3 separate regions of the Sus scrofa genome follow, and all the other regions are linked to region 3. A link is a contact called in public Hi-C data. All regions are on one chromosome and are shown on one strand. Each heading gives the region's core, a stretch centred on a gene start, on an enhancer-like site or on the middle of the called end of the contact. The rest is flanking DNA. Distances are from core to core; before and after follow the strand shown. Region 1 has its middle 45 kb from the start of CHRNA9. Region 2 overlaps LOC106504627 (a long non-coding RNA gene). Region 3 holds the start of RHOH (ras homolog family member H).

Region 1 (4,035 bases), core at 744-3,243, 77 kb before region 3:
CTCCAGTTACCTCCCAAAACCTGTTCTCCCTTTCTTGCACAGTATCAGAGTTCCAGCTGGGCACATGACTGCACTGTTGGAGACTTCACTTCCCAGGCTCCACCAAGCGCCAGTATGATCACATGACTACAATCCTGCCAATGAGATGAGAATGGAAGTGATGTGTGCACCTACTTGCTTAATAGTCGGCCCTCCTCTTTCCCCTTCCAAGGGGCTGATTGTCCATGTGGTTTGCCCTGGCTTCGACGATATGGATGAGGGCACAGTCACTCCCAGGAGATGGCAAAGCAACAAGACAGAAGTAACGGTGATTGGAAGAACTTGCAACCACAGTAGGAAGCAGAGCAACCACTTAGCCTGGACTGGAAGAGAGAGATAAAACCAAATCATTTTTGTGGTGGGGAGTCAGGAGAGGGGGGATGTGGCAGGAAGAGGATCTCACTGTGTCAGCATTTAGCGTAAATCTTAGCTAACACTATGGCAAAATTACTCAAAAATTACTCAAAAATTGAGATAACTTATTATTCCATTTTTTAATTTGCCATTTTCTGTGCTACATATCCTCCATTTTTTTGTGTGTGTGTTTTTGGCCACATCAGTGGCATGTGGAAATTCCTGGGCCAGGGATCAAATCAGCACCACAGCAACAACCCGAGCCACTGCAGTGACACCACCAGATCCTTAACCTGCTGCACCACAAGGGACCATTGGCACTCTCCATCTTTTGACCTTTGCAAAATGTGCTACAAACATAATGGCCTGTGGGAGGAAGGGGCTTGGTAGAAATCAAGGAGTGTGTCCGGCTCCCACAGCTGGGCTGAGAGAGCAAGACTTGGAAGAGCACACATGCGGGAAGGTCCAGAGATGCAAAGAATTCCGCAGGACAGGAGCTCTGAGCCATACTGCCATGACAATGCATGCTCGGCTGGACTCATGACATCTCAGGGAGGGTCCCAAGACAGGATATGGAGTAGAGAGATGATCCAGTTCCATCTAGACTCTAGGGGTCAGGGTAACTCCTACCAACACCTGGACCAAAACAGTGATTAATCCAAGAGGGCAGGAATATGCAAGGATTAAGAATACAGATTCTTGGGAGTTCCCATTGTGACTCAGCAGTGATGAACCCCACTAGTATCCATGAAGATGTGAGTTCAATCCCTGGCATCAATGAGTGGGTTAAGGATCCAACATTGCCATGAGGTATAGGTTGCAGACTCAGCTTGGATCCAGCATTGCTATGGCTGTGGCATAAGCAGGCAGCTGCGACTCCAGTTCAACTCCTAGCCTGGGAGCTTCCATATGCCATGGGTGTGGCCCTAAAAAGAAGGAGTAAAGATTCTAGAGTCAGAGTGGATGAGTTCTACTTTCTGCTCTACCACCTATAACCATGTGACTTCAGGGAAGTAACTTAAAACCTTAGCCTCAGTTTCCGTCTTTGTAAATTGGACATAGCAATAATATCCACCTCCAAGTGTTATCATGGAGAATTGAAAGGAATAATGTACATAAAATAGTCAGCAGGGCACATGAGATATGATGAGTGATCAATAAGGATTAGCTTTTATTGATAATAATATTATTTCTTTGTGATGGTAATATGACACCCTAGCTTTTATTCAGGGCTTAGAGAAAAATCAGTAACGTGGAAAGTTGCAGGCTCAGTTGTTTCCACAACGACCTGAGTTCAGTGGCAGGAGCATCACTCCCGCATGTGAGGTGTCCCGAGTACCAGCAGCTCCATTGCTCGGCTGGGAAAACAAAGAGGTTGAGAAATGCGCCTGAGGTAACAAGTAAGTGACAGAACTGAGATGAAAGCTGGGATCTCAAATCATCATTCGGGTCCCAAGGCACTTTTAGCAAAGCCAGGCTGAACTAAGAACACTCTTACCTGCAGTTTCAGGTGCCTGGGACCTGCCCCCACCTGGCTCCTCCTTCCCACCGCGTTGCCCTCTCAGAAAGCCACCCGCTGTCACTCAGGCACTCAGGCAGGAAAGCCACAGTCACTCTGTACTTCCTGTTTTCCTTCACCCCCTGCTTCTAATCAGCGCTCAAGGGGTGTCTGTGTCATCTCTGAAACTGCTCTCACGTCCATCCACTTGCCTCGACCTCCACCCCCAGCCTATTTCAAACCACCTCTTCATGGGCATCTACTCTTGCTTTCCTTTCCTTTCCTCTTGGCAGCCATAGGGAGTTTTCAAAACCCAAATATCATGATTTCCTGATCTGCCTAGGACCTCCTATCAGCTTCCCACTGCCCCAAGAGGAAGTTCAACCAGCCTCCCTTGTTAGTGCCAGCCTAAACCACCCCCCTCCCCCCGGCTCTCGAAGCTCAAACCACACCAGACAGTTTTTCTGTTTCTAGAACAGAGGACAGAGCCCCCAGCCTTTGAATGCTATTTCCTCTGCTTAGGACACTGTTTCCTCCTCTGCCTCCCTTTATCTGACTCATTCACTCAAAAATATTTTGTATCAAACTCTCACTATATTGGCAAACATTGTTTTAGACCACAGAAAAACACATAACTTTTCTGTGCCATAACCTTTGTTAGAAATCTGGTAAAACCTATGGACCACTTTCTCAGACTAATGCCCCTTTTTTTTTTTTTTGATGATGATGATGAATTTTATATAAACCTCACTTTATTATTTACTTATCTCACTTGAATCTCACCACTATGGTTACATAAGGTAGCTATTGCACCTCCTACTTTTCACCCAACATATTACCATTGGGGTTGAAAAGATTACAGTGAACCCTGATATGGTAGGTAGAGTAATGGCCCCCCAAAGATATTCATGCTCTAACCCCTAGAACCTATGACTATGCTATATTATTAAAAAAAAAAAAAAAAAAAAAAAGACTTTCTGAATGGAATTAAGGACTTTAATACAGGGCAGTTATGCCTAAAGGGAGATTAGCCTGGGAGTTCCTGTCATGGCTCAGTGGTTAGTTAATGAACCTGACCAGTATCCATGAGGACGCAGGTTTGGTCCCTGGCCTCGTTCAGTGGGTTAAGGATCCAGCATTGTCATGAGCTGTGGGGGAGTCGCAGACGCAGCTCAGATCTGGCATTGCTGTGGCTGTGGTGTAGGCCAGCAGTTGTAGCTCCGACTCGACCCTCAGCCTGGGAACTTCCATATGCTGCAGGTGTGGCCCTAAAAAGACAAAAGATTAAAAAGAGAGAGAGAGAGATTAGCCTGGATTATCCAGATGAGTCTAATGTAATCAAATGGACTCAAGAGTGGAAGACGAAGCAAGGCAGAGGAGTTTATCAGATGGAAGGAGAGGTAGGAGAGATTCGACACTTGAGAGGGACTTGACCTGCCACTGCTGGCTTTGGAAATGGAGGAAGAGGAGTTTCGGCTATGGCACAGTGGGTTAAGAATCTGACTACAGCGTCTTGGGTCACTGCAGAGGCGCGGGTTCAATCACTAGCCCAGCACAGTGGGTTAAAGGATCTGACATTGCTGCAGTTGCAGCAGAGGTTACAGCTGTGGCTTGGATTCAGTCCCTGGCCCAGGAACCTCCATATGCCTTAGGGGTGGCCTTTAAAAAAAAAAAAATGGAGGAAGAGGGGTGTTAGGTTAAAATATGTCCCAGGCTAATGATTTTTAAATTCATAAAACAAACACAGAGGATTATAAAAGAAATTGTGTATCAAAATAGTTACCAAAATATTTTAAAACTGTGATACAGTAGCATATATGTTTCCTTATTATTGCCTCAAACGAGATCTACCAATGGGTCTAGAAAACATTTTAACTTCTTATTAGTGGTCAACACAAGTGACATTTCAAGATATCTGTAAAACGGTGGCGGGTGACAAGATCTCAAGCACAGTTCATATGACTGTGGTTTGTTGCACACAATGGAAGAAAATGCTAAATTTCAGTTAGGGGTTAGTGAAAATAAAAACGTATTTTTTTTTTTTTTGGTCTAAATTCATAGGGCCCAAGTGCTGGCCACAGCTTCCAGAGGGTCCCCAAGATTAGGTTCAATCCAAGGAACGTAGTAAGAAAAGTAGGAGCTGA
Region 2 (4,335 bases), core at 548-3,047, 96 kb before region 3:
CTGACTAGTATCCTTGAGGACGTGGGTTTGATCCCTGGACTCGCTCAGTGGGTTAAGGATCCAGCATTGCTGTGAGCTGTGGTGTAAGCCGCAGTTGCTATAGCACCAATTCAACCCCTAGCTTGGGAACCTCCATATGTCACAGGTGCGGCCCTGAAAAGATGAAAAAAAAAAAAAAAAAAGAAATTTTGAGCAAATACCCCCCCTGCCATTTATGTATATTTGTTTATTTAGTTCTATGCATGTATACTTTATTAATATATTATTTACATGATAGAACATACACTAAAATGGGCATTTTAATGGATTAAGTTAATTTATTTCTGTAATAATAAAATGATATATAACAAATAATAACAAAAGCATTTTACTCTTTGGATAAGAACAATGTGACAATAAGCTTCGCTATATTTAAAAATATTAGTTTAACATCTTCTATTACAGTGATGCTGGGATTCAGTTTGTATCGATGATTGATTCTAAAGGTTACCATTGCAGGAAGAGACCACAGAGAAAGATCCAAATGGACTCGCAGACTGAAAAACTTATGGTTACCTAAGGAGACAGGGATGAGGGGGAGGGATGGGCTGGGGGTTTGGGGCTGGCATGCGCACACTGAGGTATGTGGAATGATTGGCCAATGGGGACCTGCTGTAAAGCACAGGGAACTCTACCCAATATTCTGTGATAATCTATATGGGAAAATAATCTGAAAGAAAAATGGATATGTGTACATGTATAACTGAATTGGTTTGTTGTACAGCAGAAATTATCACATTTTAAATCAACTATATGTCAATAAAACTTTAAAAAATTATAAAACAGGAGTTCCCATCAAGGCTCAGTGGAAACGAATCCGACTAGGAAACATGAGGTTGCGGGTTCAATCCCTGGCTTCACTCAGTGGGTTAAGGATCCCATGTTGCCATGAGCTGTGGTGTAGGTCACAGACGGCTCGGATCTGGTGTTGCTGTGGCTGTGGTGTAGGCCAGCCACAACAGCTCCGATTAGACCCCTAGCCTGGGAAGCTTCTATATGCTGCAGGTGCAGCCCTAAAAAGACAAAAGACCAGAAAAATAAATAAAAAAAAAACAAAACAAAAACCAAAGATCCAAATGGAAGAAGTGTGTTCCAGCCCCCCTTAGAGACCTGACCACCGCAAATGCAAAGTTGTCTTCCTGACCGTGAGGAGTCATCCTAGTCAAAAGGAAGTTGTTGTTCCAGTTGCTACGCCTGGGAGTGCCTGTCTTCCTCAGGGGACAGGCCAGTCTCCGCAGAGTCGCTCTCTCAAGTCAGGACCAAGGCTTTCTAAGGCTGACTTGACTGGCGTGTCGACAGGTGCCTCATTTCCTGGCTGGATCTCCTCTTTTGTCCTCTTCCTGCCACCATAGAACTCATCCACTATGTCACACAGCTAGAAAAGGAAGGTCTCTTGGCCAAGGTGATGGATCAGTGAACTGGTCCACCACTCTATGGCCCCAAGAAGGAGACAAGGCAGCATTTTTTTTTTTTTTTTTTTTTTTTTTGGCAGATCAGCCTTTACTAAGGTGCGGATGCTGGTGTTGCTTGGTTATTTATAAGGAAGTTAAGCAATGGCAGCTTCTGTTTTCCCCACTCTGGGTGAGGGAGGAGGTGTTTTTTTTTTTTTCAAGCAGCGTGTCTTAGCAACTGAGAGGAACCCTGAAAGGGCCCCTTTCTGGTCTGCGGCTAATTCGGGTGGCTTGGGATCCCCATCTCCTCGAGATTAGCGTGCTCACAGCAGATGCCCTCTTTATCAATTGGCTGCATATGTTTCCTGTCCCAGCGGTTTGACATGGGCGATAGCAGCAGCTACTACCGGATATAAACAGACTTTACAGCCATGAGGTTCCTTGTTGGTTGCTTTAGCCCTTCTGCTTCCAAAGCTCGACTGAAAATAAAGTGGATCTCCTAGCCAGCAACGCCATCTCGAACCAGTTCCTGCAGGAAGGAGTCCCGAGGGAGGATGACAAGATTAAAAGGATACCTGGATGCCATCGATTGGTTATCTACCCTTAATGACCCACGGCATTTGATGGTCACAGAGAAAAGGGAAAAGCATGTTCATTTTCTATTTAACTGCTTGATTATAGATGCCAAGACAGGGTTCTATGAAGTCATAGTGTTAGCGCAGGAAGGGATTCTAGAGTTCCAATGCAGTAGCCTTATTTTAGAGGAACTAAGGCCCTGGAATATTCGATATCTCTGTGAAGGCCGTGACATTGGCTAGCAGCAGAACCAGAACTAGGACTTCGGCGTCTTGGCTGTGGTCTAACTCACCATCCGAGGCACCAGGGCATTTTCCCGATGGCAGAAGAGAAATGCGAGCACCTGATTTTAGTCCTGGGATCCAGTCCTACTTGGGCCTGACCGTTTCTCACAACCCCAGCAATAGGCTTACGGGAGAGATGCTACTGGTCTCTAAAGCCCATTCTCCCACTCTTCAGGAATAAAACACCAAATGTTAGCAGGGCACAGGCTGCTCAGAAAAACAATGTCACATTTCCCACTACCCCTTACAATGCACTCATGGCCAAGATCTGCCCAGCAAGAGGTAAAGGAAGGTGGTGAGTGCTTTAAAGGACTAGACCATAGCCTTCTCTGGCCCTTACTTCCTGACCAGTGACTGAAACGCTGACCATATGGAGGTTCCCAGGCTAGGGGTTGAATCGGAGCTGTAGCCACCGGCCTCTGCCACAGTCACAGCAACGCAGGATCTGAGCCACGTCTTCGACCTATACCACAGCCCATGGCAACGCCGGATCTTCGACCCACTGAGCAAGGACAGGATCGAACCCGCAACCTCATGGTTCCTAGTCAGATTCATTAACCACTGCACCACGATGGGAACTCCAGAGATATTTTTAAATACGTATTTTAAACCACTGCCGTTTTGGGTTTTTAGTCTCCAGCAAAATAATGCAACTCTAACACATTAAAATGAGAGTTTGTTGTAGAATTTCCTAGAAAAAAAAAAAAAGGGATTTCATTTCTTGGATCTAGATGCCCACTTAAAGAGAAGGGTCTGTTTTACAAAGAAGGCAGGAGCCAAAGATCCCCATCACAAACAAATCTAGCCGCTGCCCTTCCTGCTCATTTGACTTCATTTTGATTGAACCAGTTCCTCTTTTAAAACAAGGGTCCCCTGGGAAAGCTAAGCTCATTGAAGGTTCACACCTGAGAATCAGAACATCCTTTGCTGATTTGTAAGGAGCCTGGAGAAGGGCAGTTGTTGTGACTAGGGTGGAGGAGGAAGTGACACTTTGGGGAGGGTAAGCCAAGGGAGGAGGTACTGATGGAGGTGGGGGAGTTCCCGAGTCAGGGAAATGAAGAGGTGAGAAAGGTGCCAGAAAGGGCTGTGTGTGGGTGCTGGGTGCTAAATCACCCTGTGTCAACGTTGACTTGTATTCAGCATATGGGGACAGCTCATAACCACGAGAGGGCAGTAGCAGGAGGTGAAAGTCCAGGGACTCCAGGTCCCAAGTGTAACCCAGCCTTCTTGTCCAGTCTGAGGCTTCAAGGTTTCTTTGTCCAAAGTCCCCCTCTTTAACCAGGAGGAGTTGAGAAGGAGTGACTTCCTAGCAGCTTCATATTGGCCTGGGGTTCCCCCCCACCATGTTTTGGCCGTCTCCATATCACATATTGAACATTTTCTCAAAATAGACTTTAAATTGAAGTGGTTTTTTTTTTTTTTTTTATTTAGCCTTGCCCTAAGTGACATGACCTGCGAAATACTGGTTTGGTAGGCTAGTTATCTATATGGGCATGTGGCATAACTATTACATTAAAAAAGAAATGTTTGTGTCACCAGAAAACCATATGCATTTCATACTTGGAGAAGCACTGTATTATTTCAGTCAGTCCCCCACAATGACCCAAACAAGAAGGTACTAATATTAGTCCATTTTATAGATGAGAAAACTAAAATTAAATAGTTTCCTTAAGAGTTCTCACCAGGGGAATTCCTCTTGTGGCGCAGCAGAAACGAATCCAACTAGGAACCATGAGGTTGCAGGTTTGATCCCTGGCCTTGCTCAGTGGATTAAGGATCTGGCACTGCCGTGAGCTGTGGTGTAGGGGGCAGACATGGCTCGGATCTGGCATTGCTGTGGCTGTGGCGTAGGCCAGCAGCTACAGCTCCAATTCGACCCCTAGCCTGTGAACCTCTATATGTAGTGGGTGCGGCCCTAAAAAGTACAAAAATACAAAAAAAAAAAAAAAAGAGTTTTCACCAGAGCTGAGATTTGATTTGAACTGTTATGAAACAAAATTCAGCTGAGTACATTTGGAATTGGCTTTATTCAACAATTCATGAAT
Region 3 (4,139 bases), core at 498-2,997:
CTGTAGCCGCCGGCCTACACCACAGCCACAGCAATGCAGGATCCAAGCCGTGTCTGCGACCTACACCAGAGCTCATGGCAACGCCAGATCCTTAGCCCACTGAGCGAGGCTAGGGATTGAACCTGCGTCCTCATGGATGCTAGTCAGATTCATTAACCGCTGAGCCACGACAGGAACACCTTATGGACGGTTTTAAAATAATCTACCAGGCTGCATCAGCTGAACTCATTCACAAGTAGTATCCTTGCCCTTTGCAAAGGTCTCTGCCAGTTATACCAGAGAGAACTCTTGATGACAATGGCAATTGTAATAAATAATAAACCTTAGAGACCTGTGATCTCTCTCATTTACTAAATTATTTTTACTTGGGGTTAATAAGATGCTTCCCCCTTCTTCTTATGGTGAGGGTTTTAAGTGAAATGATTTAGATTTAGTGGGTAACGTTTAAACAGATTCTCCTTCACGATATGCCACCTAATAAAACATTTCGGTGGGTTCTGAAGATGGGAAAGGGGTTCTAAAACCTTGTCTGAATGCTGTGAGTTTCAAACCCAGGGCATTGGTCAGACTGTAATTATTTTTACCCAGCTCCCCACCAAGTGATAAACAGCTTCGTTAAACCAAAACACGCATTCCTTCTGATTGAGAGATTTTTATGACGGGGATTATAAAATGTTAGCTCTTCATGAGAGAAAGAGCTTAACTCTGATGTATCACTTTCCATGTAAAAATACATTCACACAAAATACCCTTTAAAAGTCTAAATATTAAAATATCCCTGCAATGCCACAGGCTAGAAAACGCGTGAATGATTTCCTCCTTATGCATTTTAATTCATTATCAACAACAGCCTCCCTAACCGGATGAGAATATCATTTCAAACATCTTTTAGCTTCCCTCTTGTAGCCAAAGCCATAAAAACATCATTTCCCCCTCTGTTATCCTCATCATCTATTTTCAACCTGTTTTAATGTCACATAATATATTGCTTTTTGTTTCAGCGAATGTCAGGTTCTCAGGAGTCTCAACTGCCATTTTTATCCTGGTTTGTTTGCCATGATAAACTGTGTATCCAGCAAACATTTACATACTGGCCCTTTTTGCTGCGGAGCCATAATTTATAACAATGCAGGGCCTTGTTGCAGAAAACAATGGCACCCAGCTAATCACTCAAGCTGTGGCTCTAAATTGAGGGTGAAACCTTTTATTTTAAGTGTCAAAGCAGAAATAATGTTGTCAAATGACCTTCAAAGCAGTCCTTGCTTAGTTGATGCGCTTTTCCAACACTGCAGACATAAGGCAAAGACATTTAGAACCTTTTTACACTATCCTTCCACGATAGGTTAATAAACTACAAAAGCACACCAGCATCACTGCATTCTGTTCACAACTTGTTTTTGACTCAAAATATAATCTGGCTTTGTCACCCACCTTATTCCCGAGATGTTAGCTCCAAAAGGCTGTCTCCAAAAATCACATCCACTGGGAAAGGACAAAGATGGGCTATCATTGAAGAAAATGTGAAAGAATGTGCCTCAGGCTCTGAGAGCAAACCCAAGGAGGAGTTTGACACGATAGGAGAGTAGTGTGCTTGGGTCAAGCAGCAGCAACTCCCAGAGGACTTCTGCACAGCGCACAAGATCCTCTCTGATGTAGAAATTCTGATTTGTTTAAAAAAGAAGAAGAAGGCCATCGCTGCCTCTTCTGGCACTCATATTTTACTCGTTGCCTTGATAGGGATCTCTGGTTTGGGCACAAACATTGCAGGGTAACTGCAACTCAGCGCACCTGCTCAGAGCCTCAGAGCGGGGGTTGCAGACGTTTCGGTTAAAAGGCAGGGCCCAGTGAGTACTGACTTGCCATCGTTTCAAAGTAACGGATCTCCTGCACGGTTCTGGAAGGAACAGTTTAAAGCCTGTACCCAAGCGCAGTCGGAAATTTTGGAGAATTATGAATTTGGATTCAGACAAAGCAAGCTTCGAATCCCAGGTCCACTTATTAGCAAGGATGAGGCTCTGATCTTCCCATCTGGGGAAGAGGTATCATTGTATCTATCTGGGAAGGCTTTTGTAAAACAGCTGCATGGTCCTTGCAATATAGTAGCCACTCAATACAGGATGTCTATTAATTACCACTCCTGTTTTGAACTTTTTCCCTCTGGAGGTTTTTTCCCTCTACTTCCACCCCCCTCTTTAAATAACAACTTCTGAACTTCAGAATTTGAGAAGCTTTGCCAGTGCCAAATTCTAGCTGAAATAAAATCATTCAAGCTTACACATCATGTGTAGGATTCTAATGTCATGTTTTTATTGCCTCAACAGTTTTAAAGGGTCTGGAAAATTTTAAATTGGATTGTGAATGGTAATGTATTCCTTATGCATGATCACAGACTCCAGAAATGCCTTCTGAAGTCATCTGCTTGCCACACTACAAACATCATAAGATGGATGAGAATTGATCCTTTTCTTCCTCATTCAACAAATATTCGTTGAACACTGGCTATAATATTTATTGAGCTCCATGCTAGGTGCTGGAGAGACAGCAGTGAATAATAACCACCTCCAAAAAATCACATTATTTACATCTACTGGAAAGAAAAGCAATGGACATGAGATTTTAGTAATATGTTATGTTATGGAGTGCTAATTATTAAAAAAGAAAATAAAGTAGGAATGAGAGATGGAAAGTTTGGGTGGGGCGCATATGTAAATAGGGTGGTCAGGAAAATCCTGGGTGAGAAGATGAGGGAAGGAAGTCCTTTTTGAAAAAAAAAAAAAATCCAGTAGCCACTTCAATGTTTAATGGTGCCTACCATCAGCATCATCCCTAGATTGGATGATCATTTGCCTTCTCACTGATGGAAGGCGTGCTTCCTCTTTTTCTCAGACTTGGGAGAAATGTGGGGACCACCCAGTTCAACGGGGCTGCCCTCCCGCACTGGACGAGGAGCTCCTGCGGGCTCATCTGTCAGCCTCAGGCCTCCAGGTGAATGGCTCACTTCCCAGCCTGTCTCGTCCTTTCTGAATCTCTTCTCTGAATCCTTGGAAGTCATTTTCATCACAGACTGCGGAAGCTAGAGAGAGAGATGTGACCAGAGCCAAGTACCTAGAAGAATGTTCCAGGGTCATAAGAGGTTTTGAAGACACAGGGGCACACTGCTGCCTTGTCTGCCAGCTCTCTAGTCTCTGCTCCCTTGCTGTTTTTAACCAAGTCGTAATAACAATAAGCCGTGCTGGCCTGCCATGTATTGCACTTTTAACATGTGCCCATGAAGCATTTTATAGGCATTTTCTTTCTTTCTTTCTTTTTCACTTAAATAATCTGTGTTCAATTTTTTTTATTAAAGTGTAGTTGATTTACAATGGTGTGCCAGTTTCTGCTATACAGCAAAGTGATCCAGTCACACATATACATACATTCCCTTTATTTTATCTTATTTATTTATTTTTTTATTGCTTTTCAGGGCTACACCGGCGGCATATGAAAGTTGCCAGGCTAGGGGCTGAATCGGAGCTGCAGCCGCCAGCCTACACCACAGCCACAGCCATGCCAGATCCAAGCCCTGTCTGCAACCTACACCACAGCTCACTGCAGTGCCAGATCCTTAACCCACTAAGCGAGGCCAGGGATCGAACCCACATTCTCATGGATACCGGTCAGGTTAGTTACCACTGAGCCACAATGGGAACTCCTACATTTGCTTTCTTACATTATCCTCCATCATGGTCTATCCCAAGAGACCGCATATAATTCCCTACACTGTACAGTAGGACCTCATTGCTTATCCATTCTAAAAATAATAATTTGCATCTACTGACCCCAAATTCCCAGTCCATCCCACTCCCTTCCTCCTCCCCCATGGCAACCACAAGTCTGTTCTCTATATAGGGATTTTCTTACTTAATTATCCCAACAATTATGAGGTAGGTACCATTATTACTTTCATTTGCAAAGGGGAAAACTGAGGCAGAGAGATGTTATGTATCTTGCTCAAGCTCTCAAAGCACCTAAATGGCACATCTGGATTCCATACTCCATCTGCGTTTCTTTGTAATGGTAGCCTGTTGAATTTTGCCAATATCCTTGGTACCCTTGACTACAGGAAACAGCCATATCATTTAAATAGTGCTTATTAGGTC

The links. Hi-C and Micro-C count contacts between places; a contact is called where the count stands out from the background.
Region 1: a Hi-C map of blood shows a contact between it and region 3, with 2.9 times the contacts expected there. The contact joins the enhancer-like site here to the promoter of RHOH in region 3. A contact is called at or near these places in 2 of 5 promoter capture datasets (fetal liver and liver), 11 of 47 Hi-C or Micro-C datasets (alveolar macrophages, blood, embryonic fibroblasts and 4 more) and 1 of 2 datasets of contacts at active chromatin or transcription factors (alveolar macrophages).
Region 2: a contact with region 3 is called in a Hi-C map of mesenteric adipose tissue, with 1.6 times the contacts expected there. The contact joins the enhancer-like site here to the promoter of RHOH in region 3. A contact is called at or near these places in 2 of 5 promoter capture datasets (fetal liver and liver), 9 of 47 Hi-C or Micro-C datasets (alveolar macrophages, blood, liver and 4 more) and 1 of 2 datasets of contacts at active chromatin or transcription factors (alveolar macrophages).

The regions. Positions count from the first base shown.
Region 1 is chr8:31,395,814-31,399,848 of Sscrofa11.1, reverse strand. No RefSeq gene overlaps it. Among named protein-coding and RNA genes, the nearest start is that of CHRNA9, 45 kb to the left of the region's middle. Within about 2 kb of position 1,993, at least 15 of the 83 cell types and tissues checked have an H3K27ac peak or open chromatin away from gene starts, as enhancers often do. A contact at or near this core is called in alveolar macrophages and retroperitoneal adipose tissue, where this site is marked.
Region 2 is chr8:31,414,078-31,418,412 of Sscrofa11.1, reverse strand. LOC106504627 (a long non-coding RNA gene) reads right to left here. Exons shown (of 2, transcript XR_001298257.2): 2 at 1,501-1,959. Among named protein-coding and RNA genes, the nearest start is that of CHRNA9, 27 kb to the left of the region's middle. Within about 2 kb of position 1,797, at least 18 of the 83 cell types and tissues checked have an H3K27ac peak or open chromatin away from gene starts, as enhancers often do. A contact at or near this core is called in alveolar macrophages, fetal liver, liver and 4 more, where this site is marked.
Region 3 is chr8:31,318,662-31,322,800 of Sscrofa11.1, reverse strand. RHOH (ras homolog family member H) reads right to left here and starts at 1,747. Exons shown (of 5, transcript NM_001244789.1): 1 at 1,432-1,747.